2 separate regions of the Sus scrofa genome follow, and region 1 is linked to region 2. The links are chromatin contacts, called in public Hi-C maps. All regions are on one chromosome and are shown on one strand. Each heading gives the region's core, a stretch centred on a gene start, on an enhancer-like site or on the middle of the called end of the contact. The rest is flanking DNA. Distances are from core to core; before and after follow the strand shown. Region 1 has its middle 83 kb from the start of PTDSS1. Region 2 has its middle 53 kb from the start of SDC2.

The links. A called contact is a pair of places that touch in the nucleus more often than the background predicts.
Region 1: a Hi-C map of liver shows a contact between it and region 2, with 9 times the contacts expected there. The contact joins two enhancer-like sites. A contact is called at or near these places in 2 of 47 Hi-C or Micro-C datasets (liver and skeletal muscle) and 1 of 2 datasets of contacts at active chromatin or transcription factors (alveolar macrophages).

Annotation. Positions count from the first base shown.
Region 1 is chr4:40,291,516-40,294,360 of Sscrofa11.1, reverse strand. No RefSeq gene overlaps it. Among named protein-coding and RNA genes, the nearest start is that of PTDSS1, 83 kb to the left of the region's middle. Within about 2 kb of position 1,595, at least 22 of the 83 cell types and tissues checked have an H3K27ac peak or open chromatin away from gene starts, as enhancers often do. A contact at or near this core is called in alveolar macrophages and liver, where this site is marked.
Region 2 is chr4:40,181,428-40,184,127 of Sscrofa11.1, reverse strand. No RefSeq gene overlaps it. Among named protein-coding and RNA genes, the nearest start is that of SDC2, 53 kb to the right of the region's middle. Within about 2 kb of position 1,332, at least 4 of the 83 cell types and tissues checked have an H3K27ac peak or open chromatin away from gene starts, as enhancers often do. A contact at or near this core is called in alveolar macrophages and liver, where this site is marked.

The sequences.
Region 1 (2,845 bases), core at 346-2,845, 110 kb before region 2:
TGTCACTGTCTAGCACGGTCAAGGATTTACAGCGGGTCCAAGTGGCTGGCTCCCAGGCCTCTCACACGGCTAAGCTCAGCTTATCCATCGTGATACCCTGGTTGAAAACTGGTCTCTGTGTACAGCAGCTGGCTGGAGGGGTGGGTGACGGGCAAGCTTCCTGTCTGCAGTACTGGTAAAAGAGACTCCTAAGCCCCAGCATTGCCTTCTTGGAGCAAAGAGAAGGGTATTGGCAGATCCATCCGCGTCTCATAAACCCAGCGCCAACACGAACATCTTTCAGAAAATACAATTGGGGAGTTCCCGTCGTGGCACAGTGGATGAATTTGATTAGGAACCATGAGGTTGCAGGTTTGATCCCTGGCCTCACTCAGTGGGTGAAGGTCCAGCATCGCCCTGAGCTGTGGTATAGGTCACAGACGCAGCTTGAATCCTGTGTTGCTGTGGCTGTGGTGTAGGCTGGCAGCTAGTAGCTCTGATTAGACCCCTAGCCTGGGAACCTCCATATACCGCAGGTGCAGCCCTAAAAAGAAGAAGAAGAAGAAGAAGAAGGGGGGAAAAAAGAAAATAGAATTGGTCTGAGAGTTTTGCTATCACGACTGATGCAACCGGACCCCCAAGCTCCTTGGCCATTCTGGGCTCGTGCTTGGACCTCTTTGCCCTGGGAGTTAGTTTTGTTTGTTTGTTATTGGAATACTCTGAAAACATCATTGCCAAGGGTCTGCAAATTGTGGGTGCTAATGGCAGAAGGTATTCCCCATATGCCTGACCTCCTGACCCCCACAAATCTCCTCAGCTCCTCAGACACCAGTCTTCCTGTGTAGGGTGTGTCTGTCCCTTTTCTGGACGCTGAGTAAAGGGGACTCATGTGGACTTTACAACCATGGGAAATAAGATTTGTTTGCCTTTAAAAGTAAAAGAAGGTAAATCAGAGACCCAAAACCTAAAATATTGCATTCACATGTCTGAAGTATACACACAATAGCCTTAATTACAGCATCAAATTGCAGGCATGGTTTATGTAACCATCCATGCTGGAAAATCTGGACTGTAAACCTTACTGTTCCCACTCGCCTGACTCATCCGTCAGTCCATCTGCACACATCATGGGCTGATTAGGTATTTTACGGGTGCAACCTGGGAAAGGCACGCCAAGATCCCCACGTTTCAAAATGTTTAAAATCCTCTGCCTTCTCTCAGAGGGAATGAAAGCCAGGCCAGGAGTAGGCGGATGAGTTCACCAGGGCCCCTGCCGACAGATCTTCCAGACAAAGGCATTCGGGCGACTGGGGTGCTTCAAAAGACCTCTTGGAGAGGTGGTGTGTCTTGAGACACCCTCCCTCCCCTGAATCTTCCTGGATACCACTCAGCTGGGTTTGCTAGGGAGCCAGGTGCCAGAACAGCACTTCCAATTCTAGATAAGGGGCGTCGCTTAAGACCCCCTCCCCCGCTCCCCTTTGCATCCAGCCCCAAATGTATGTGTATTCTTCAATCCTGTGAGTTTGCCTGTTTTCCACGTTTCCCTGGCTCTGAGGCTCGAGTACTTCGCCCAAGAGCACATGGCCACTAGGGGGCGTCAGATCAACCCTGATGCTCTTCCTCCCACCCCAGGCTCCTTGATTTAATTCTTGCGCACACGTCTTCTGCCGGGTTCCTGGACCCGAGCCTCCACCTATTTCCACCCCCCCGCCTGGCTCTCAGGCAGCCTCTGCTGATGGAGGGTAAGGAGCCCCGGGGGGCTCCCCTCCCCCTGGTGCGCACTTAGCGGTGGTGCCCGCAGCGACTGCAGATGTTGATCTTCCCTGCGTTTTCTGCTGCTTCCGTGCTTGGTGGCGGGACTAACGGGTGTCTCGAGCTTCCTTGAAGCAGAGCCCCCCCTCTGTCTGTTTGGGTTCTTTTCCTGACGTTTCCTTGCCTTCTGCAAACTGTCGGAAGGCGATGCCCCCTGCCTGTAGCAGCTCCCTCAGCCCTCAGGAATCTGATTTACGATCTGGCGAGGCCGTAAACCTCTGCTCTTCACTTCTGAAAAGGACTGCAAAGTATGGGAAAGAATGTAAATTATAAATACTGAATTCCTACGGTCAGCAATCATGTAATGGCCTGCGTTGTTGTGTTTTGCGTTCTTTTTTTTAAATATGGTATCCATATGGCTTTAATTTCTAAGGGTCTGGGTTCCCCCACTGCCACCACCATATTTTTAGGGAGAACAGATAACAGTGAAATGTCCCACTGAGATCAGGTATTTTTCTTTCTTTCTTTTTTTTTTTTTTTTTTTTTTTTTGCTTTTTCTAGGGCCGCTTCCCGCGGCATATGGAGGTTCCCAGGCTAGGGGTCCAATTGGAGCTGTAGTTACCTCCTGACGCCAGAGCCACAGCAACACCAGACCCGAGCCACGTCTGTGACCTACACCACAGCTCACGGCAACGCCGAATCCTTAACCCACTGAGAGGCCAGGGACCGAACCCTCAACCTCATGGTTCCAAGTCGGATTCGTTAACCACTGCACCACGACGGGAACTCCTAGGTATTTTTCTAAAATGAGAAATAACATTTTCTGATGACTCACTGGCCAAAGACTGAAATGCCACACTCTTCACAAAGAGGGATGGGACTGGAGGTGACCGTTCTCTGCCTGCTGATCTGGTGGCCCAGCTCTAGACCAGCCCCTGGTGTGGTCAGCCTTACCCCCCTCCTCCCCCGCCCCAAACCCCGTTTTGACTTTCTCAGAGGTGGTTTTCCGGTAAGATTTTTTGAAATTCTCTTCCTGTCCCTCTTACGAGTCAAAGTCTGCTCACTCGGTGGGAACAGACTTCTCAGCGCGGCTGCAAGCGGTGAAGACAGCCGC
Region 2 (2,700 bases), core at 83-2,582:
GTAGGTCACAGACACGGCTCGGATCCCGTGTTGCCGTGGTGTAGGCCAGCAGCTGCAGCTCCAATTGGACCCTTAGCCTGGGAACCTTCCTATGCCACAGATGAGGCCCTAAAATGACAAAAAAAATATGTTTCACATATGCACCTGATTCCTAGGAGGTACTCGAAAAATAGTTATTGAATAAATCGATGAAATATAACATTTTCAACTGATCTAATTTTTTCTTATTCCCAATAATTAGGTTTCTTTATATATGTATATATATTTATATGTTTTACATATATAAACATACATATAATATTCATTATTATATGTTTGTATAGATATTTATGTTTTTTATATATTTATATATTTGTATATATTTGTTTTTTTATTATGGAAAATATACATAATTTACCATTTTAGCCACTTTAAAGTAGCATGAAATACATTCATGATGTTGCACAACCATCATGATTATCCAGTTCCAGAACTTTTTCACTATCCCAAATGGAAACCCCTTACTACCAATTTATTTTTAAAATGACAGACTTGTTTTGCATGCCAAGATTTTTGAAAGATAATTGGTATATAAGATCTATTAAATGGTGTGACAATATTCCTATTAGAAAAGTATAAAGGATAGTTCATGTTGTGGTGCAACGGAAACAAATCCCACTAGGAACCATGAGGTTGTGGGTTCAATCTCTGGCCTCGCTCAGTGGGCTAAGAATCCGGCATTGCCGTGAGCTGTGGTGTAGGTCACAGATGAGCTCGGATCCCATGTTGCTGTGGCTGTGGTGTAGGCCGGCAGCTACAGCTCCGATTCGACCCCTAGCCTGGGAACCTCCATATGCCATGGGTATGGCCCTAAAAAGCAAAAAAAAAAAAAAAAAAAGTAAAGGATAAAAAAAACCTTCAGTATGAGTCTGTCTAGAGGAAACAGTGAAATACACAAAGTTACGTAGAATTCACATAAAGTGTAGTGGACATTTAAGGAAATAACTTCCTTGATGAGCAAATCGGCCAGGAAGTTGATCAATTCTTCACTTCAGCTTGACTCTATAGAGACTAGTTGCCCAGAAAGCACATCCTTCTTCCTCCTCCAATGAGGAAATAGCCAGTTTTGATTCCCGAACTTTGCCAATGAAGCCCGAATAAATTCTTGAAGAGTTTAGGGCAGGCATAATTTCACAGTGGCAGTTGGCCCTCTCATGGCAGGTGGGAGGTCCGCCCTGGGTCTGCCATTTGTTAGCTGCGTGGAAGCAGAGCCTGCCGACCTGGCCTCTCTTATCTGTAAAACAGTGGGAATGGACTTTGAGCCCTAAAGCCCCTTGTGACACTAGGCTCTGCCCGAAAACCTCCAAAGCTTTTCACAGAAACACTCTCTCAATCTGAGGACAACAAATAGCTAAACACACAGTATTTACCCTTCTGATAAAATGGCCAGTGTGGAATTTGACCCTTTTGACAAATCCAACCGATATGAGAGCCAACATTCTGTGCAGGTAAAGCAGGTTTAGCACTTGGGGAAGCAATAAGCCAGATTCACTGACTAACATCCCTTTTAATGGGTATTTTAATGACACGGAGAAGCTAGTTCTGACCTTTTATCTATAGCACAGTTCTCCCCATGGTGCTGGCAGACTGGCACTGATCCATCCTCACCTGGTCTCCTTGGTAACCAAGGGCCTAGATCTGTGAGATGCTTGCAGGACATCTGGCCAGGATTAAGGTGTAGACACTCATTAGAGATCAAGTCCACAGCCCTGGCCTTTGAAGACCCTCTGCTAATGAAAGAATCAGCAGCCACGGACTGGGACATGGCGTGTGCTGCACTGTTGGCCGTCAGAGTGGCACAGTGGCTGAGAACATAGGCTCTGGAACCAGACTGCCTGGGATTAAATACCAAGCTGTCTCTCGCTAATGATGGAACCTTGGGCAAGTTTTAAGGTGCTTCTCTGGGCCTCGATCTCTTCACTTAGTAAAATGGGTTTACTAAAAGTACCTTCCTCAGGAGTTCCCGTCGTGGCTCAGTGGTTAACAAATCCGACTAGCAACCATGAGGTTGCGGGTTCGATCCCTGGCCTTGTTCAGTGGGTTAAGGATCCGGCGTTGCTGTGAGCTGTGGTGTAGCTTGCAGATGGCTCAGATCCCACGTTGCTGTGGCTCTGGTGTAGGCTGGCAGCTACAGCTCTGATTAGACCCCTAGCCTGGAAACCTCCATATGCCGCAGGAACGGCCCAAGAAATTGAAAAAAAAAAAAAAAAAAAAAAAAAAAAAACAACCTTCCTCTTGCAGTGGTGTCAGGATTAAATGTATTTAAGTGCTGAAAGTACCTAGAGCTATGTACAGCCAGGGTTCAAGGTGAATTAACCAGCAGTAGTAACAATGGGATGATTATGTAACACCAATAAGAAAAAGTGCATTGTTTTAGGGAGATCTGTAGCAAAGGTGGGACTAGAAAAACAGGCTGGAAAAGTTTCTGCTCTGATCCTTAACAAGTGTTCAAGGTTACACTAGCAGGGCAGGGATTTGAACAACATGAAAAGATTGCAAAAGTTGAGATCGATGACCTTGAGATCGCATCAGATGCGAGTCGGGATCCTAGCTCTGCAGATTACTAGCTGTGCAAACTCCAGCAACTCAATCCGTCTGAGCCTTACTTTTCTTAAACGTGCAGTGGGGAAAGCAGCAAAGGGCTGTGTGGGTGATTAAATG